Regions from separate parts of the Mus musculus genome. Here all the other regions are linked to region 2. A link is a contact called in public HiChIP or PLAC-seq and promoter capture Hi-C data. All regions are on one chromosome and are shown on one strand. The core of a region is the stretch at or near the end of the contact, and the rest is flanking DNA. Distances in the headings are between cores, read along the strand shown. Region 1 has its middle 70 kb from the start of Slc4a7. Region 2 holds the start of Top2b (topoisomerase (DNA) II beta). Region 3 has its middle 100 kb from the start of Slc4a7. Region 4 holds the start of Rpl15 (ribosomal protein L15). Region 5 overlaps Ube2e1 (ubiquitin-conjugating enzyme E2E 1). Region 6 holds the start of Ube2e1 (ubiquitin-conjugating enzyme E2E 1). Region 7 holds the start of Nr1d2 (nuclear receptor subfamily 1, group D, member 2).

What was found. Promoter capture Hi-C pulls out the DNA fragments that hold promoters and counts their contacts. HiChIP or PLAC-seq counts read pairs in DNA pulled down with a chosen protein or histone mark.
Region 1: a contact with region 2 is called in a promoter capture Hi-C map of pre-B cells, with 6 times the contacts expected there. The contact joins the enhancer-like site here to the promoter of Top2b in region 2. A contact is called at or near these places in 4 of 39 promoter capture datasets (embryonic stem cells, hippocampal neurons, pre-B cells and 1 more), 4 of 115 datasets of contacts at active chromatin or transcription factors (embryonic stem cells, epiblast stem cells, large pre-B cells and 1 more) and 2 of 9 other capture datasets (adipose tissue and liver).
Region 3: a contact with region 2 is called in an H3K4me3 HiChIP or PLAC-seq map of pro-B cells, with 5 times the contacts expected there. The contact joins the enhancer-like site here to the promoter of Top2b in region 2. A contact is called at or near these places in 3 of 39 promoter capture datasets (the C10 cell line, embryonic stem cells and hippocampal neurons), 3 of 115 datasets of contacts at active chromatin or transcription factors (fetal liver, large pre-B cells and pro-B cells) and 1 of 9 other capture datasets (liver).
Region 4: a contact with region 2 is called in an H3K27ac HiChIP or PLAC-seq map of double positive thymocytes, with 6 times the contacts expected there. The contact joins the promoter of Rpl15 here to the promoter of Top2b in region 2. A contact is called at or near these places in 9 of 39 promoter capture datasets (the HPC-7 cell line, cranial neural crest, embryonic stem cells and 5 more), 2 of 484 Hi-C or Micro-C datasets (B cells and uterus), 6 of 115 datasets of contacts at active chromatin or transcription factors (double positive thymocytes, embryonic forebrain, embryonic hindbrain and 3 more) and 1 of 9 other capture datasets (liver).
Region 5: a promoter capture Hi-C map of hippocampal neurons shows a contact between it and region 2, with 3 times the contacts expected there. The contact joins the enhancer-like site here to the promoter of Top2b in region 2. A contact is called at or near these places in 3 of 39 promoter capture datasets (hippocampal neurons, neutrophils and pre-B cells) and 5 of 115 datasets of contacts at active chromatin or transcription factors (astrocytes, embryonic forebrain, large pre-B cells and 2 more).
Region 6: a promoter capture Hi-C map of liver shows a contact between it and region 2, with 9 times the contacts expected there. The contact joins the promoter of Ube2e1 here to the promoter of Top2b in region 2. A contact is called at or near these places in 6 of 39 promoter capture datasets (cranial neural crest, frontonasal cranial neural crest, hippocampal neurons and 3 more), 1 of 115 datasets of contacts at active chromatin or transcription factors (astrocytes) and 1 of 9 other capture datasets (adipose tissue).
Region 7: an H3K27ac HiChIP or PLAC-seq map of microglia shows a contact between it and region 2, with 8 times the contacts expected there. The contact joins the promoter of Nr1d2 here to the promoter of Top2b in region 2. A contact is called at or near these places in 11 of 39 promoter capture datasets (the 3T3-L1 cell line, the C10 cell line, the HPC-7 cell line and 8 more), 7 of 484 Hi-C or Micro-C datasets (CD4 T cells, LSK cells, cardiomyocytes and 3 more), 12 of 115 datasets of contacts at active chromatin or transcription factors (astrocytes, cardiomyocytes, embryonic forebrain and 8 more) and 2 of 9 other capture datasets (adipose tissue and liver).

Annotation. Positions count from the first base shown.
Region 1 is chr14:14,631,820-14,634,519 of GRCm38.p6, forward strand. No RefSeq gene overlaps it. Among named protein-coding and RNA genes, the nearest start is that of Slc4a7, 70 kb to the right of the region's middle. Within about 2 kb of position 1,447, at least 282 of the 459 cell types and tissues checked have an H3K27ac peak or open chromatin away from gene starts, as enhancers often do. A contact at or near this core is called in adipose tissue, embryonic stem cells, epiblast stem cells and 4 more, where this site is marked.
Region 2 is chr14:16,363,936-16,366,635 of GRCm38.p6, forward strand. Top2b (topoisomerase (DNA) II beta) reads left to right here and starts at 1,271. Exons shown (of 36, transcript NM_009409.2): 1 at 1,271-1,791. The coding sequence starts at 1,744.
Region 3 is chr14:14,598,838-14,601,537 of GRCm38.p6, forward strand. No RefSeq gene overlaps it. Among named protein-coding and RNA genes, the nearest start is that of Slc4a7, 100 kb to the right of the region's middle. Within about 2 kb of position 1,339, at least 57 of the 459 cell types and tissues checked have an H3K27ac peak or open chromatin away from gene starts, as enhancers often do. A contact at or near this core is called in pro-B cells, where this site is marked.
Region 4 is chr14:18,269,611-18,272,310 of GRCm38.p6, forward strand. Rpl15 (ribosomal protein L15) reads right to left here and starts at 1,376. Exons shown (of 4, transcript NM_025586.3): 1 at 1,349-1,376; 2 at 669-850; 3 at 297-433. The coding sequence starts at 840. It overlaps Nkiras1 (NFKB inhibitor interacting Ras-like protein 1), which reads left to right and starts at 1,526. Exons shown (of 4, transcript NM_023526.4): 1 at 1,526-1,713.
Region 5 is chr14:18,302,022-18,304,721 of GRCm38.p6, forward strand. All of the region lies in intron 3 of Ube2e1 (ubiquitin-conjugating enzyme E2E 1), which reads right to left. It overlaps Gm41098 (a long non-coding RNA gene), which reads right to left. Exons shown (of 2, transcript XR_874229.3): 1 at 1,970-2,700; 2 at 1-1,931. Among named protein-coding and RNA genes, the nearest start is that of Gm41098, 5.8 kb to the right of the region's middle. Within about 2 kb of position 1,445, at least 60 of the 459 cell types and tissues checked have an H3K27ac peak or open chromatin away from gene starts, as enhancers often do. A contact at or near this core is called in hippocampal neurons, where this site is marked.
Region 6 is chr14:18,330,547-18,333,246 of GRCm38.p6, forward strand. It overlaps Ube2e1 (ubiquitin-conjugating enzyme E2E 1), which reads right to left and starts at 1,298. Exons shown (of 6, transcript NM_009455.3): 1 at 1,141-1,298; 2 at 404-588. The coding sequence starts at 555.
Region 7 is chr14:18,237,679-18,240,378 of GRCm38.p6, forward strand. Nr1d2 (nuclear receptor subfamily 1, group D, member 2) reads right to left here and starts at 1,428. Exons shown (of 8, transcript NM_011584.4): 1 at 1,133-1,428. The coding sequence starts at 1,148.

The DNA of each region.
Region 1 (2,700 bases), core at 197-2,696, 1.7 Mb before region 2:
GTGAAGGAGCTTGTAGCATGGCTTGTGACTCCTCGGGAAGGAAAGAAGGACTAGAGCTCTCAGGGTTTGTTTCCCCAGCAGCCCATTTCTTCCTGCTCTGCCCCACCTCCTAATTTACTGTGGAGCCTCCCTTCCCCCAAGCTATCAGCTCGAAATGAATATGGGAGCCTGTAGGGTTCACATCCAAGCCAGGGCGCCAGCTAAACCTCCCCTCCACAGACAGACTCTATCAACTGGCTTGGAAGATAGCAATTATCATTCATCTGCCTTTTAACTGTACAGCTCGGTTGCTTCCGAACCTTAGAGAAAGCCAATGAGCAAGTTCAAGTCCTTTGTGTTTTCTCCTGAAAACACAAAAAAAGGTAAAAGAAACATTAAGCAGGACCCTCAGGATCCCATGGTTTAAATAACAGCTGGAATTTTCCATTTTCCTGCGGTAACCCATTGTTGCACGTGTGTGTTAAGTAACGTGTGAAACTAAGAAGAAACAGGGCAGGAGTGAAACAGATAGTGCCTACTGCAGGTAGGAACAAAAGCAACTTCCAAATCTCTTGGGGATATTTAAATATCATCCCAGTGTGAATGACTAACAAACACTGTGTCTCCTAAGCTAAGAATCACACCAACAATCAGGGAGACTTTGGAAGTCAAGCCAGCAAGACCTCCCGAACGCTTTTGCCCTTCTGACCTACACTTTTCTTCCTTCCCCAAGGAGACAGTGCCCACCCCCACAGCACAGCCCCGCCAAAGCACTGGGCCGGGGTGTGAGCTCGGAGCGGGTGCCCGTGTCTCCACTACTCAAGCCTGACTGTGGCCACATAGGCTCTGTCTGGCTCAGGAAGAGGAGTGAAAGGAAGAGGTCGCTCCATTCGGCTAGAGAGAGGGAGCGCACAGAAGTTAACCTCAGCTGCCTCGAATTACATCTGTCTACACATGTATGTCAAAAGCTGCTTAGAAATTAAGCGAGGCTAACTTCTCTTTATGAGTTCTCTTTCATCTCGGGAATTCAAAGCGTTTTGTCACAAAACCGTCATCTTTGGCATAAAAAAATGTAAATTCGAAGTTCAGGTCCTTTAAACTTTCGCGAAGCAGGGGTGGGGAGGGAGGTGGGGGGAGTGCTAAAATAAAAGTAATCCTTTTATCATTATAAGATCCAAGTAGCCAACAAAAGACCACACAGCCTGGAAAAAAAAAAAAAACCCCGCTTTAGATGAAAGGCCTCCACCTCCTCTTCTAAGGCATTCATCTAATTAAAATCACAATTAAGTCAAGGGGGCGAGAGCAGTGACTAAGACTCTAAAGCAGATGCGAAGCACTTTGACTCATACAGGATATGTTGGATTTTCTCGACATTTGGCAAAAGAAATTCGAGTCCTATCCACCCTTCTCTGACCCAGTAAACTCCCTCTCAGGGGCGGGGTGGCGAGGCTCTAAGGAGCCCACAGGTCCAGTGGTGCTGTCTACACATGAATTTTATAGTAAGGAAAACCTTGGAATCTCCCCGGCTCCGGCTTCTGAGTCATTCGTGGGTGTTTGTTTTTTGGGGCTCTGGCTTTGAGTCACCACCCTTCCTGCCGTTGCTCCTCTCAGTCGGGAGGGGGTGGGGGGTGCAATGAGTAAAAAGAAACAAATATCTGTGGCGTTTAGAAGTGGGACTTGGGCGTTGGTGGCTTGATTTTATACGTCCGCCTTTACTTTGAGATTCGCTCTTTCTTTGGTAAGTGTGTAAGATTTGAAAACTACAGCGGGAAAGAGGAAGAAGAGAGTTGAGAACGGCTGAGTCTTTTAAGGATGTGACCTAGGCAAGCGGAAAGAGTGGCCAAAGTAAAAATAGGTGGCTGTGGCTGGGGGGCTGGCAGGGCAGCCGAGTCCACAGTCCAAGCCCAACTGAGCCAGAAGCCTTCAGGGAGACCCGCAAAAGCTTTGAATTTCAGCCCAGTGGAATGTGGAGATTGAAATTTGAAACTGGGCCTTTTGTATGCAGCAGGAGACTGCCATTCCTAGCATAAATACATAGAAACATAATACAGCATAAATACAGGTGCCTGTACAGATACTTGGCTGAAATGTCTGGACCATGAAAACCAAGCCTGGGGCTTCTCAGCCTGACCACTGAGGAAGAAAAGAGTGTTACCTGCTCCCTCTCTCATTTATAGGAGAAAGCACCTCATCACCTCACTACAAAGAGGAAAACAGATAAACTTGGGGCTGTCTTCCTGGGGCATTGACATTTAAAAGTAAACAGAATCCATGTCTTGTTTTCTTGAGTTTGCTGTTTGTTTGTTTGTTTGTTTGTTTGTTTGTTTATATTCTCCGTGTATGGGTGTTTTGCCCAAATAGATGTCTAGTACAGAATGTGGAGAAACTGCTTCCTGTGGCCAGAAGGGGCGCTATATCCCCCTGGAACTGGAGTTACAGATAATTGACCCCCACCATGAGGATTCTGGGAAACAAACCTGGGTCCTCTGCAAGAACAAGAAGTGTTCTTAACTGCTGAGCTCTTTCTTGAGTCACACTGCCTTGTTTTTCAAGATAAGTATCTTAGGTTATTACAAATGAACTCCTGAACTAATTACTTTGTACACACATATATGTAAGAGACACTCAAGGCCTATTCCAAATCAACACACCTAATTGTGTCTTTGTGGCTAACAAACCTGTCTCTGGCTAACTTTATCTATCTGCTCTTTCCAGAATAAT
Region 2 (2,700 bases), core at 21-2,520:
ATTCAAAGTAAAGAAAGGTTTTGGTGTTCTTAGTCAGAATCCCCAAATAAACTGAAATTCCACGGTCTCCAGAGAGCTAATTAAGAACTACATTGAAATGATTTCCGTGTTTCAGAGCTCCCCACTTGGATTCAGAATGCAGCAGCGATTGAGAGGTGTGACCCCAAAGTTTCCCTTAAGGGAAGCACTCAGCTGCCGGAGAGACTCAAGGAAATACTTTCACAGAAAGTTGTTAGCTCTAGCTGGGTAAAGTTCTTCGGTGTGGTGTCCTCCTGTTAGTCACTCTTGGAAGATTGACGTCGGAGGAGGCTGTTGTCCCTTTAAACCCATTGCCACGCCTGACAGAGCATGGCTGGGAGTATGCCCAAAGAGAACTTGTTGAATGCAATTCCATTTACAGGCTGGGTGAAGTCAAGAGCTCTTCCATCTGCCAAAAGCTTTGGCGTTGCAAATTTTATTCTTAGAAAGCTTCCACACGAAAAAAGTCTATTTCATGATGTGTACCTGAAAGCTGAGAAGTGACAGGGACCTGTCTGCATTGTTGGGAGGAAAGGTCTGTAGCCAGAAAAGGGAGTCCTGACCCGTTCGCATTCCTTCCCGGGAACGTTCTCTGGGCACTCTTAGCACCCCAAGTTCCCTAACTGGTGGCACTGAAGACCGCTTGCCCTGTTTAGGGGCAAGGCAGAGAGACGGTCGGTCGGGGGTCGGGCGGATGCAGCAGCAACCTGGGGCCTGAGCGCGGGGTCCGGCTGCTCTAGGCGGCGCACGGTCCCGTCTGCAGTTCGCTAGCTCCCTCCGGGGCCCAGTCCCTGGGGGCGGCTAGGGCTTCCTGCCTCCCTGCCCCCAACCCTCCCCCCCCCCCCCCCCGCTCCCGCTCCCCCCGCGGCCTCGCGGCAAGTCTGCAGGACACAGTCCGGAGGTTTCCACAGCCCTTGTCCCAGGACTCCCGGCTCCTTTGGATGCCCCGGAATGACTCTTGACAGCCGCCTGCTCTCCCTTCTGACGGAAACCCCATTCACTCGCCTCGCTCTCCCTTACACTCTCTCTCAGACACAAACAAAAAACCCAAGTCTGCCTCTCAGTTGCTACCCGCAATGACGTTTTCCCCTCGGGTCCCGCCCCCCTAGGGGCCTGAAATTTTGGGATTGGTCGAAGTACTGTAGTGACAAGGCTGTGATTGGACGATCCATGGTTGACTGACAGCCGGTGACCACCGCACCCTCCCCCTCCCGGAGCGCGCCTGTGTGTGCCGTGTTATGCCGGACTAAAGGGAGGCCACCACGGCGGCTCTGTTTATTGTCCCTCTTGGACTGTGCTCCGGAGGACCGGTTCAGACGCCGCTTGGGCGGTTTTGAGGCAGTGGCGGCCTTTGAGGCTGCGGCGACCGCGGCGAGGACTCTGCGGCTTCGGTGGCTTGAGGAGAAGCAGCGGCTCATTCCTGTCAGGGCTCTGGCTCGCGAGTCCTAGCCGGCCCGCTTCAACCTCGTCCCTCATCCGCGATCCCAATCGCCCGCGTGGGTCCCGGAAGGCCGCGCCGCATCGCCAGCCCTTCCTAGTCCTCGACCACTCTGTAGGCCCGGGCGCCGCGCTCGAGTTTGAGGGCGGCGGGCAGCGCGGCCTCCTCAGCGGCTCGGGCCCGCGATGGGGCGCGGCTAGGAGTGCTGCGCGCAGCGGTCAGTGCGAGCGGCGGGCCCGGCGTCCCCGGAGCGCGAGCAGCCCCTGGCCTGCACGGGAGGCGCTGCCATGGCCAAGTCCAGCCTCGCGGGCTCTGACGGGGCGCTGACCTGGGTGGTGAGTGCGGCGCGGGCGGGCGCATTGTTCGTGGGCCGCGGGCGACGCGGGCGGGGTGAGAGCGTGGTGCGGCGGGCGCCCTGTCAGGCTGCAGTCGGGGCCTAGCCCCGTGTGCCCTTTCTCTCTGCTTTCGCCTCCACCAAGGCTCAGGCTGCTGAACAATGCTCACCGGAAACTTCAGGGTGCACACCGAGAGTGGGGGGACCGCGATAATGCGAGCCTCCGGGCCAACCCTCCATAAGTGCAGCACCAGAAAATAGTGCCCGGTATGCTACGGCTTCCGGCGGCCTGTCCCAGAGGAATGTGCACTTGAATGGTCACTGCGGGTTGCGCCTCCCCAGAAAAGGCTCATTCCGCAGAGAGGGTATTTGGGACGACTTTGACAGCAGGCTAGAGACCGCCCGCGGGATTAAAAGAAGAGTTTACTTACGTCAGCCTCCCGTGTACACCGTGTGGGGGCCCAGGGGTGTCCCTCGGAGGTGAGGGGGTGCTTAAGCCTGAACTTGGAGGATTGCAGAGCTCAGTTCCTGGAGGGAGGTGGACTTAGCAAGTGCAGCGGGAGCAGTTGGAACGCGGCTCCCAGGACAGATCGATAACTCCAGCATTTCACTTACTCAGCACTGAGTTCAGACCAGGGTCATTTCCCAAACAAAACACCGGACTTAGTAGATGAGGCCAGCAGCTTGGACAGAAAATTTACACATTTCAGGGACTTTAACACATCCCTTCCAGAGGATCCTAGTTCCCCGCCTTTTGAACACACTAAGGAACTTTGGTATTGGTTGGCATTTTTGTTCCTTGTTTTCTTTGTTTGGTTGAGGTTTCGATGAGGCTGGGGTAGCAGTCGTTTCTATCGACAAGTGTTGTTTATAAAAAGGATGTTTCTATGAAGAGCAGAAAAACAGTTTC
Region 3 (2,700 bases), core at 89-2,588, 1.8 Mb before region 2:
CCACTTTATTTTTTGAGATAGGCTCTCTTATCATTGAACAGAGAGCTCATAAATTAGGCTAGGCTGACTGGCCAATGTACTCCAAAGATCCACCTGCCTCTGATTCCCTAAGGATAAGACTGTAGGTGCACACTGCCATGTCCAACATTACATGGAGTCTAAGATTCTAGGATCTGAACTCAGGACCTCGTGTTTACATGGCAAGCACTTTGCAGACTGAGCGGTCTCCTTTGTCCCTTATGGTTGCATTTTTACTGTAATTTTTATACTTTAGTTATTTCTGATTCATCTGCTTATTTTTCTCCTAAAATCATTAGCTTCTAAGGGCTGATGTTTGTGTAGTTCATTTTGAGGGCACATACCTATGCCCAGGAAAGGAAGCCAACAAGCATTTGCTGAATTGAATTGAATTTTGGTAAGCTCACTTGAGATCTTGTCATGTCATCAAAAGTTTGTTGGCTGAGGAAGGACGGTAGGAAAATAGAAGGACAGAAGCAAGGATAAGAAAAGCATGAAGGAACACAGGAAGGGAACATGATGGAATGTTTGCTCAAATGTGTTTACGTACCAGAAATTGTTAGGAGATGTGATATGCCCTTTGAAACTATAATAAGATTGTAAGGAATAATTGCCTCCTTGGGAGATAAAGGTCATTATTATTAATGAGAACTAAATTACTACCATTCTCCCCCTGTCCTGTGGTTGTAAAAAGGAAGAGAGAAAGAATGCATACTACCATTTAGGTCACAGATAGAACTTGTTTCACATTTCTTTTTGAGCTGAAGCCCTGCCATTGCTTGAGTTTTCCTGTGCCTTACTTGAGAGGATGAGAGAGAACAAAGCACATCTCTGTCCTTTGGAAGCGCTATGGTTTCTCTGCTGTGTGAATGGTTCTCTTTAGAGCAGGAACTTAGGTCATGTGAAGGCATTTCCTCCAAATGTAAGATCCATCTGCTCAACTCTGCATTTCCCATTATGAGCTGCAGCCCCCTGCAGCTGCTTCTGCTGTTTCCACTGGATGGCCCATGAGGAGCCACTGTGCCCTCTGGCTCTCACAGGCTGGTAAGAGCTTGGTTAGAACAGGCAAAATGGAAGAGAGTTTTGATGTATAGTAGAGAACACTTCAGCTGGCCGTGAGAGAGATTTTCTGACCAGTGAGGGAACCTGACCACCAAGCTCAAGACACAGGGATTTGGTTCCCTAGCCTACATAAATCAAATAGACAACCACATGAAAGTTGCTGCTTCTGTTACTTTCTTTTTACTGGCTACAAGATACCGGATAAGAAGCAATGGAAGAGAGTAAAAGTTCGCTTCAGTTTATAATTTGAGGAAGATGTAATTCACCACAGAGAGGAAGTCACAGTGGCAAGAGCTTGAGACTGCTTGTCGTATTTGCTAGGAAGCCAGGGATGATGAAAACTGACGTTCAGCTCACTTTCATCCTTATGCATCCAGACTCCATCCCATGAAACGGTTGAACCTACAGTAAAGTGGGTCTTCCCACTTCAGTTAACCTAATATAAATAATCACGCATAAGCATGGCCAGAGGCCAACCTAATTTAGATAGCCCTTCACAAGCATGCCCACAGAGTGGTCTCACAGGTGATTTGGCACCTTGTCAAGTTGACAAGAAGCACTAAATGTCAGAGATGCCTATGGAGATATGCCGGAATATGGAGTTGTCAAGGCAGAGAAGACGCAGGGAAGGACCCCTTGAATTTTACCTAGGGGGATTTTAGAATCTAATCAAACAGGTAGATGGAGTTAAGAGAATATATTCTACCCTGGAGCTCAGTCTAGATGATTCAGTGGATGGCTGCATCTCAAATGCTTAAGTCCTTACTGGGCTTCATATCCCCAGTGGGTAGATAGGTTTCAAGAATTTAAGTTACCTATTCAATTTTGAATCTTCTTCGGGAAATCATTTCTAGAGAGTTTAAAAAAGCTAACTGTGGTTGACCAAGGAATTGGACTCGTAAGCAAAGAAAGAAGCCAGGACCTATGTAGAGTCTGTAATTATTACCCTAAGGCAGGCGGATGCCAAGCACGAGGCCAGCCTGGCCTGTATAGCATGTTTGAGGCCACCCAGAGCTACATAACAAGACTGTCTCAACAAAATGAAACTAAGCAAAATAAAAGAACAAAGGGAAAAGAGGGAAGGTAAAACTTCCAACAACAAGAAATATTTGGGAATCTATCTAAATATAATTTAGATATAAACTAAAACTAAAATCAAAACCCCACAGCTATTCAGCCCAGTGTATCAGAGCCCCAGCAGAGATGTAAGCTCCAGTGTATGGAACAAGGTGTAGTTTCCTGACCCATCTGACATTCCTAGGACTATTCCTGTCAATTTCCTAAGACCAGAGCCTGTATGAGGTGGTCATATCAATTACACAGAACTCTGGATGTTTGATGATGGATGTCTTTCATTGGCTCACTCCCTTTATCATTTCTGGTACTGATCCCTATAGGGGTACATATCAGGGGCATGTTAGACAAGTTGCCCAAGAGAGCACACCTGAAGTAGAAGCTGCAGAAACAAGCTCATTAGCTGAGGAGGAACAGAAGATAGCCTCCTTCACAATTTTAACTGAAGCATCATAGTACCACCACCCACTGATTGGCTAGAAGCACTGTCCAATGCCTACCATTGGCAAGATCATAAGAATGTCTAAGCTTCCTCCCATTGTATGA
Region 4 (2,700 bases), core at 126-2,625, 1.9 Mb after region 2:
CATTTATCAACCTAAGAGTAACTGATCACAGAATATTAGCAATGTAAATAAAACAGAATGGCCCAAAATTTTACAGTCTTCCAAAAGCATAGGGTCTGTAGAAACTAGTCCAGAAACCCAAACCCCTTTCCGCACATCCTCAAGCAAAACAGTAACAATGAGTACCGATAGTGACTAAGTACAAAACAACTCCATCCCCACCTTATACCGAGGGAAACTCCACCGGCTTCCCCGTTTCTTCCTAGCCCACCATTCCTAATGGGTTGTCAAGACAATCGATACTCCCAACAACTCACCTCAGCAACAGACTGAAGGCTTCGGGCAAATTTCAGCTGGTTAACACCATGGTGGACAGGCTTGCCGTAAGTTGCACCCTTAGGAACTGGGCGTTTACGACCACCACGGCGGACACGAATCCTGTAAATGACATAGCCTACACAAACAAACAAAACAACCCAACCACCAATACGTTAGACTAAGTTAAGACTTTCCAATGCTTCCTTTTAATTACAAAGATAGACTATGTAGACTAAAGTATATCTGTAACCTATATCACATTTAGCATAGCTAAATCAGGCAGGTTTTTTGGGGGGGGGGGCACTTCCAAACTGAGGCCCGCCGACTTTTCTGGGAGTGTTATAGACCACCCACATCGTGACCTCACGCACCTTGCTTAGCCTTGTATCCCAGTCTTCGAGCTTTATCAGGCCGGGTGGGGCGGGGAGCCCTGTGCAGCGCAGAGAGCTGGCGGTATTGCCAACAGCGGACCCTCAGAAGAAAGCGCATCACGTCGGACTGCTTCTTCCTCCATAGCTCCTGGATGTACTTGTATGCACCCATCTTGGCTCACCTTTTGAGAGGAAGAAGCAAATCGAAAGAGCGATCGCTGTCAAGGACATTGACTACGGCCTCTCCATCCTTCCTGGAGCCCCACCGTCCACCGGGAATGAGAAGGGCTCTGCAGAGGCAGCAAGGCGCAGGGCCGGCTGGGCGGGACTGACTATTCCATACTCCCGGAGGCCGCCAGAACTGGCAGCAGGGTTATAACCGCCACCGCGAGTAAGACCAGGAGAGCTTCGTCCCACCCGGGCGGCCTGATGAGAGGCAAGCCGAGGCCACGCTTCCATCCCACGCCTCCTTCAGTCCCCGGCCCAGCTCGGATCCTGCCGCCATTGCGTCTCTCAAGCCTCCCGGACGGCGGCGTATTCGTACCCTCTCCACCCCGTATCCTCACTAGGCGCTCGTGCGAGGCAGAAACTCCGAGGCCGTAGGGTCGCCGGGGTCGGATGGCTGAAGACTAGCGCGATTCGCGACGGATAGACACACAAACACCACCCCGCCGCCCTACCTGATGGCTGCCGCCAGAGGAAAGGAAGAAGGCTTTCTCCCACAATCCCTTTTGTGGCTCCTCCTCCCACCCCGGCGACCCTCCTTCCGGTGGGGCATTGTAGCCGCACTGTGCCTCTTGGGGCTTGTAGTCCCGACATCCAACCTGGTGGGCGGAGTCAGGCTGGGACAGCCCGCCGCTTCCGGATGCTCTCCCAAGCTCTCAGCAGTGCTCCTGAGCTGCCAAGGCTGCGGAAAGTGAGAGGCGGCGAGTTTGCTTACGTCACGTCAAGGGGCCGGAGGAAGCAGGTCGGGGACCGGCTCCAGAGGGACGCCTTCGGACCGCGGTGACCTGCGTGCTGCTGTCTCACTGCCCTGCAGTGTCAGGTTGGTGTTTCCACCGGCGCCTCGCTCCGTGATCTCGGAGCACAGTGACCGCAGGACGGCCGTGACTTGGTCGTAGGCGAAGTGGTACGCGTGGACCTTGCGTGTCCTTAAGGCCGGCCAGGGACTTTGGACTTGCGCGAACCAGGCTAGTGGGTGGACTGTGGTGCCCGTCCCCCTCTGAATTTTCCGAGGTGCCCGGGGACTTGATTTTATAGGCGTTTTTAGGATAGCAAATTGTTCATTTGCCATGACCCGTTTCAGGAAGAAATGCTGGCATTCTGCACTGCGTTCTTTATTGAGAAGTAATGGTGTATTGGAGTTTTTGTAGTTCCAGAATTTTCTATTTTCATACAGTTGTGTGGTTTTAATAAACTACGCTTGTTTGTGGCAAAGGTTTTGGGAATCATGTTTACCTTTTCCATCAATCTGTGGCTCTTCTTATCTTTTAGAATAAATGGCAGCTTTAGCATTTTAAGAGTCCTCACCTGTCCTATTTAAAAATTCAACAGATGTATTGCTTAATATGCGTGGAGCTCAGTCTCAGCTGCTGGTGATGCAGCTCAGACAACATACAAGTTCTAGCCTTGGGAGCAAGCGTTAACACTATGCTATGTATTGCTTTTGATGCCAAGTGTAAAGGACACACATTGAAGGAGTGGAGGGGTATTGAGCGGTACAGTGTCTCAGCGTCCTGGCAAGTGGAGCCTGGACGAGGTGGGGTTGGGGTGCGGGGGGGGGGGGGGAGGGGCAGTAACTGACTTTTTTCTCTTTTAAGCACATCTGGTGGAGCTTGCAAGTTAGCATGGAGTGAAGGATATGAATTCTTTTAGGACAGTCTTCAAAAATTTTTTAACGTTTATTTTTAGGCTATGTGTGTTTATTTATGTGTGTTTACTTGGATGTATGTTTGTGCACGACCACCTTTGTACCTGGGGCCCACTGAGGTAGGTGGAAGTGGTTGAAAACTTCCATGTAGGTGCTAGGAAC
Region 5 (2,700 bases), core at 195-2,694, 1.9 Mb after region 2:
AAGAGGACACATGACAGCCAGTTTTGGACTGCAGGCTTAAGAGACCCTGAGCAGGAGACTGAGCCAAACCGGCCCAAGTTACTAAATGTGCACATTGTTGTGAATTGCTACATTTGCAGTAAGCTGTTAAGTAGCAACAGAAATTTCACTTAACTGGTTGTATCTTCTAGAGATGGGGGAAAAAACAATAGGAAAGACTCAATACCAAGGTCATTAATATGGATGAGGAGAGAGGTGCTGTGGACAATAAGACCCTCAGTTTTCTTCCTCTACTCAGCTCCCAGATGGACGCCCAGCTCTCAATACAGGTATTACATCTGCATTAGACAACCAAGGAGTACAGTGCCTCTATAAAATATAATTCAATGACCAAAACTAGAGGGCAGCCAGCAACAGGAAACCAAAATTGTAGAGAAAAGGAAATTTCAAGACAAAAATATTTTTTTCCTTCTGGAAATTAAAAGTAAAAGCACAGATTTCAAAACCTCCAGGGAAAGTCAGCTGAGATCTAAAACATTAAAATGCAAAAAGAAGGTTCAAGAAACAAACAAACAACAGGAAAAATGTTCCATAAAGGATAAACAGAGGGAGGTGTGGATATCAGAAACTGATAAGAAAATCCTTTAAACTGGATGTGGTGCTGCATTCCTGCAATAGCAGGCAAAGTTCTGCAAGTTGAAAGACAGCCTGAGTTATAAACTGAGAGACAGAGAAGCCGTTCTCAAACAAAACAAAACAAAACACTTCTCACAGGTAACAAACAACATGCCAGGAAGACAGCTCAGAAAATGAAGTGCTTCCCGTGTGCAGCCTGGGATTCAGATGGCCAGCATTCATGAAGCCAGACTGACAGTGTACACAAGTAGTCCCAGCATGGTGGGCTGAGACAGGCGACTTTCCAGGGCATGTTGGCCTATTAACCAACATCACACGATTTGGGCTCAGCCCATCTCAGTCAGTAAGGGTGGAGAGTGACTGCAGGAGCCACCTGACATGGACACCATGCCCTTACACACACCCTACAGATTCATGCAGATTAGCTTGTGGCTTATAAAGAGAAAATTAATTTTAAGGAACAGAATTACTTCAAAAGAGTTTATTTGGCCCCTTGGTTGGGCTGTTCTTTAAAGAGCCAGGGCTCACAAGTCTAAGACATGAGCAGGAGACTGAGGTAAGACATACTTGTTGGATGGCCACTAAACTGCAGTTTCTCTCCTACATACCTCTCCTAGTACAGTTAACTAAATGCACCATCCACAGTTGCCACTTTGAAATTCTGTTAGTGGGTGTTCATGCTGACAATGACCACTCGAGTGAGGACTACCAGGCAAGACACTGCTAAAGTGATAAAATTAGAGCACTCAGACTCTCTTGGCAAGACATCTGTCAGGAGGGGTGGCTGCCAGTCCTGGAGCAGCAGCAGCTGCAGCACTAGTCCCCAGTCCCCAGAAACCTGAACAGGGGACAGAATGTTCATCTCCAGCCAGCCAGATCTGCCGCTCTGAGCACAAGCTGCTTCTGTCTCTGGGCTCCATCACAATGACACCAGCTAAAACCAGCCTTCACTCTAAGGCAAAACGGCATCCACAGACATGGTTCTGCAGGCGAGTTCAGTGGCCTTTCCACACAAGACTGCAAGGCCCGGAGTAGCAAGTATAAAGTACATTCTCATGTGTTTACTGTAGTACAACAAGCTTGCGGTTTACAAATTACCCACTTAGACTTTAGGATCTGGTGAGTTCTGTGCTAGACAAAATAGAAGTTTGACTGCTGGGTAGACAAATTAGGCCAAATCATGCAAGGCCTTTAAAGAGCCAGGAAGATTTTTAGATAAAGCAAAGTCACAGCAGGTTCTTTAAAATACCACTCTGGAAAGAATTTTACCCCCTTTTGCATCCAAGAATCAGAGGGAGCCTTAAGGTAACCTTAACCTACCCACAGCCACTTAGCTAAGGTAAGTAACCTTAACCTACCCACAGCCACTTAGCTAAGGTAAGTAACCTTAACCTACCCACAGCCACTTAGCTACTATTAACTGGTAAAGGCCAAACCCAGCTCTCTCTATCCCAAACCTTCTCTATAAACGACCTCCTATTGCTATAGGTAAAAGCTTCAACTAGGCTAGTGTTTGGAGTGAGGAGCCTGGTAATCATTTAACACCTATGGTATGATTCAAACACTCAAAAAAGTGGTGAGACACTGGAGCCTGCTCATGGAGAAACAGTAAGAGGCTCTAGTAACCAGAAATGCAAATGCAAGGTTATGCTTCACGATGCGTAACTGAACGTGAGGTTATAGTAAACACACAATGACTGGGACCTAACTCAAATCCAAACATATAATGTATCCAAGGTAATTTCACTGAAGCCTTGCCTGGAGCAGAGCACATGATGTGTGCGCTTTGCACTGTGCATGCAGACAGGCACACATGCCAAGTAAAACTGTCTCACACACCTTAGCTGGAACTGAGACGACTGCATGGTATGAGCTAGTTTCTTTTCTTTTCTTTTTTTGATTGATTGATTGATTTTATGTAAGTACACTGATTGATTGATTGATTGATTGATTGATGTTATGTAAGTACACTGTAGCTGCCTTCAGACACTCCAGAAGAGGGCGCCAGATCTCGTTACAGATGGTTGTGAGCCACCATGTGGTTGCTGGGAATTGAACTCAGGACCTTCGGAAGAGCCGTCAGTG
Region 6 (2,700 bases), core at 48-2,547, 2.0 Mb after region 2:
CCCCTGCAACAGGTGAAGAGGAAGAAAGATGGTCAGAACTAGTTTTAACAGAGTTGCCCAGGAAGGTACTCTTAATAATGAAGTATGATGACAGCCTCCGGGAAGTCAGAGATTCGTGATTACTAGGATGAAGACTCTGAAATCACATTGGGAGTCACTCATAAAAGTAATGAGGATTCTTGAAACTTCAACAAGAAACGGACGAGGCCAACCACAACTCCTGCATATGGACGAGGGCACTAACAAAACCAGAAGCAGCGAGCAGTAGAGAAAACAGGTGGGACTCCCATGCCCCATTTTCCTGCCTGAGAACTCACGAGAACGTCGTTGAAGCCTCCCTCCCTGACATGCAGCACGAGGCCACTGGGAAGCTCGGATGCCTGTGGAGAAAGGAGTGGGATACCTCTTAGCGCTGGTGGAGAGAAGCTTCGAATTTTTGCTCATGCTGACTTTACTCTCCTTCTTCTTGGGGGTGCTGCCTTCTTTCTCGGTCTGCTGGTTGGAGGACGAAGATGACGAGGAGCTGGTGCTGGCCCTCGAATCGTCATCCGACATAGCGAACCCCCCACCCCACCCCGCGAACGGCCCCTGCAGGGGGAGGAAACAAAACAGAAACACAGACCATGCAGGCGCTGCAAAGAGGGAAGGAACTCCGCTGTCAGGAGGGCGCGGGCCGGGCCGCCCCCGCTGCCTGCAGAGGCTCGGGGCCCACCGCCGCACCGGCCGAAGAGACACGGGGGCCACGATCGCGCGGGGGCGGCCCGGGGAGGGCCGGGAGCCGCCGCCGCGGTCCCCCAGGCCTCCCGGCGTCCGCTCGAGTTTGGCGAGGTCGGGACGAGCCGAGCAGCGAGAGTGGGTGAGCAAGCCGAGCGTGGGCCGCGTGGGCCGCGGGGACACGGCTCCTGGCCAGGCCGGGCCACGCGGGGCTGCGCTCGCAGGCCGACGCGCACAATGCGCCCCGGGCGGGCGGGTCCCCGCGGGGACCGGGCCGCTCTGACAGTTCGCGCGGCCCCCGCCGCCCGGGCCCGCCACGCCATCCCGGTCGCCCGGCCCTGCTGCCCGCGGCCCGGCGGTGCCGCCCGTCCCCCGGCCCCGCGGCCCCAGGCCCCGCGGCCCGCCCGCCCTGAGGGGCCCCCGCACCTCTCTTTGTGTCTGGCTGCTCCGTGCCGCCGCCGCGGCTGCTGCTGCGGCTGCGACTGGGCCTGGCCACTCGTGTCTCGCTCTCACTGGGAGAGAAGCGGAAGTGCAGCAACAGCAACTATTAACCAGGCAATGGCTTCCCCGGCCGCACACGCTCCGCGCCACTCCTCCTCTCCGCCCCGCCCCGCGCCCCTCCCCCGCCGCACCTGGGGGCCGCGGCCCGGGAGCCCCGAGCGACCCCGGCTTGGCCTGGGGACGCCGCGCCGGGCGGAGCCGAGGCAACCGGGCGGGATTGGGGGCCACTGGGGCAGGTGGAGCCCGGGGTGACCAGGGGAAGTTCTTCCCAGGAGGGCTTTGGGAAAAGGCTGGGGAGTGAGGGGGCCGGTGTGGGGAAAAGATGGTACTCTCCTGGCGAGGACTTTGACTCCTCCCCAAAAGTGATTCGTTTGAAAAGAAAGAATGGAAGAAAAGAAGAGAAGAGAAGAGAAGAGAAGAGAAGAGAAGAGAAGAGAAGAGAAGAGAAGAGAAGAGAAGAGGAGAGAAAAGGAGAGAAAAGGAGAAAGGAAAGGAAAAGAGGAAAGGAGAAAGGAAAGGAAAAGAAAAGAGGAAAGGAGAAACGAAAGGAAAGGAAAGGAAAGGAAAGGAAAGGAAAGGGGGAAAAGGAAAGGAAAAAGGAAAGGGAAGGAAAAAGGAAAGGAAAGAGAAGGAAAAAGGAAAGGAAAGGAAAGGAAAGGAAAGGAAAGGAAAGGAAAGGAAAGGAAAGGAAAGGAAAAGACCCCTAACAGGTTTTTCCTTTGAGCTGATGACACTTGTTCCTCCCTCTGGCAATTACGTGCTTGGAGCAGAGGTCACGCCTGTGAGAAAAAACCCAGACTGGGATTCTGTTCAGGACACCAGGCATGTGCAATTTTATACTAGATACCACCCTCCTTCCCCTTTCACTTGTTATTGAAAAGGATGTGGACTTTTTTTTTTTTAATGTATGCAATTGGGGTTCGGGACAGGTAACTACGACCGGGCTTGGGATTATAAGATCACTGAAAATAAACCTTGAGCCAATGATTTTGACAGGACTTGCCCTGGCTGTCCTGGAACTCACTTTGTAGACCAGGCTCTCCTCGAACTCAGAAATCCGCCTGCCTCAGGATTTGGAATTCTTAAATTAGATATGTCTGAGTCTTAGTAATGGGGAAAAAAAGTTCTAGAAAGCACCCTACTTTCTTTTTACTCCAATATGATGCTATTCAAATAATATTTTTAGGATAATCACACAACAATGCCACTAAATTGTTCCTTGTGTGGCACTGTACCGAAATTTATTTTTTTTAATTCCACCATTAAATTAGGACTTAGTTTCTTACCAGTTTGCCGTTTACCCTGAAGGGAACAGACCCCTGCCATCCAAGTTCACAGAGATCTTGTGTACTGAGCAGACAACAGCACTCGAATTTCCATGGTCCACTTTAAATTACCTCATTCAAATTGACATTGCTTCCCATGGCAACAGTGGCTTCAGTTACCACACACACATGATATAAAGAAAGCTCACAGCATATCCAC
Region 7 (2,700 bases), core at 178-2,677, 1.9 Mb after region 2:
AAAAAAGGTTCACCTCCATGTGACTGAATATTTCATATGCGGCAATGACTAAGAAGGACTATAGGTAATCAAAATAGTCCTGAAACTAATTTGACCACTGGTCTAAAAATTCATAAAACATATGTTAGAACTGCGATGGTTTTTAAAAGTGCAAAGAACTCAAAATATTCAAAATGAAAACTTCATTTGCTTCAGGTATAAGGGTCATCACTGCGGTCGACTAAAGCGAAGCGAGGAAGGTTAGGTATTATATGACCATGTCTTTTGGGGGTTCAAAGTCAGTCCTGAAAACAAAAGGGGTTATTTTGTTCTTTGGGCATTTTGAGTGAGGATCTCACACAGTAGCCCATGCTTGCTACTTTCTGCCGCCATCTGCCTCAAACTCTTGGGCGCGAAGCTAAAACGTTTTTAACGTAAATAAAAGTTTTACGTAAGGTTCTGAAATCCTAGATCACCAGTCCTCAGATCAGAGCGAGCTGCGAGCAGAAAAGCCCCTCCCCTCCCCTCCATGCTTAAAAGGACTTCTAGGCTAAGTCCCCCTGGAAGCGAATTGCTCTGTACACGCTGTCCATCCGGAAGGTGCTGCGCGACTCCCGCAAGACTCTGAGCGAGAACGACCTACGCACTCCCTGTCTAGCAAGGTCAGCCCTGCCGGGGTCACCCGGGGACGCGCAGGCTGCCGCGCGCACTGCGGCGGGACCAGCGCCGAACTTGCGGCGGATGCGCATGCGCAGCGGGCCCCGCAGTGGGCAACAGCGGGAGACCCGGGACCGAGGCCACGTCACGGCGGAGGCCCCGGGGGCGGGGCCTCGCGCAGACTATGGGCTCCCCCCGCGGCACCGCCCCCACGTGTTCCTCCGGCCCCGGGTAATGTGGGTCGCCCCGCGGCCTCACGTGTCTCCGCCCGCCACCACCCAGCTCGCATTATGTAATGCTGCGTCACTCGCCCGCGCAGCCAACCAGCGCCCGCGCCGCCGAACGTAAACACACCGTGCACGTGGCCAGTGCGGCAGGGCCATGTGAGGGGGGCGTCCGGCGCGCGGGGAGCCCGAGTGCGGGATCCCAGCAACCCCACGCGAGATGGACGCACAGACACGCATCCCTGACCCCCGAGCCTCCCTCCTACATTTACCTGCGTTCAGCTCCATGGCGCTGGACAGGGTGCGGCCCTCACCGCGCCGCCCGGGACTGCAGGCGGTGGCGCTCGCGGGCCCACATCATGAGCACCGGGTGCGGGCGGCTCCTGGGGGCCGCACGGCACAAGCGCGGCACAGCAGTTTCCTGTGGCAGGGCTCGGCAGCGGGCACGGCAGCTGACCTGGAGGGCTCCTCGACCATGTGATCCGCGCACACCCCCCTCCTCCGCCGCCGCCGGCGGTGCGGTGACTCCGCCCGCTCCTCCTCCTCAGGCCGCCCGCTCCTCCTCTCCTCGACTCTCCCGCTCCTACCCTTGGCTCCGCCCACTTCCTCTATACAGGCTCCGCCCCCAACGAGCGGTCCTGACCTCTTCTTCCAATCCGTGGACCCACCAGCCCCTCCCCAGACACGCCCTCTCCTTTTCCCTCCATTCCTTACACTCTGGCTCTGGACTTTCCCTTCTCCCGGCTCCGCCCCCTCTGTTTGGATACGTCTCTCCCTGGACTTGGCCCGTCGGCCCCGTCCCCTCCCGTTGCTCCTGTTCAAGCCTCGCCCCTCTGCCATGCCGGGCCCGGCCTTCCTCCCAGCACCGACCCCGCCCACTTCACCTCACCCCCCTCCCTCCTTCCCAGCCTGTCTCGCAGCCGCTTATCCCTTGCCTGCAGATCTCCCGCTGCTAGAGGTTGTTTGCTCCCTCCTCCCTAGCACAAGCCAATCTGGTCACCTCCATGGTCCCACATGGTTACTGCCGCCAAGCTTTCCAGGACTCTGAGCTTGACTGGCGTCTCCTGCCCAACGCTCTCAACATCTAGCTTCCGGAGTCAACCCTTCATTTTCCTATCACCTTAGGTGTTTTATCCAGGCTCATCACCTAAATAAACCTGTGTTGTGGTGATCCTCACATTCACATTTCCAGCGAAAATCTCAGCTCTGGATTCCCATATCCATCAGCGGGTTAGGAATGTCCCTTGACCTCTCTCTCATTTAGGATGTGTACATGCATTTTTAGAACTCAGCAAAAGTATACTACAGACTGGTGCATTTCACCTTGCATGTAAATTTTCTAGCAAACTGAAAATGGAAACAAATTAGATACGTGCTTGAGGTGAATCCAGGAAGATGTGCTTTAAGGTATATATTTTAAATGAGCTAACAGATATTGGCACCGATAGGACAGTTTATATGAAATTTTAGGCTTTGGGTATGACCGTTGCAAAATGCATCCCAGTTTGCCCAGGAATATTTAGGTATAGAATGTTGGAGCATGTCGTAAGATAGACAAGTTTACATGTGAACATTTCCCCACTTTCCACCAATAGCAATCTTTTCTGTTAGCTAATCAGCCTGAAATCAGCAATTTAAACGTTTCTAACAGGCGAGAAATCGCTGCTTTTTATACTCTATTTCATCCTTAGCAAGTTGAGCTAGACTACCCTCACAATACCTCTGCTGTTCTCCCCCCAAACACATCTGGGGTGGGAGCCATGGCTGTGAGTCTAGATCCGGTCTAGCCTGGGCTGCTGCAACAACTCTGGAGTCGGCTCCAACAGTCTTTTCTCCCCAG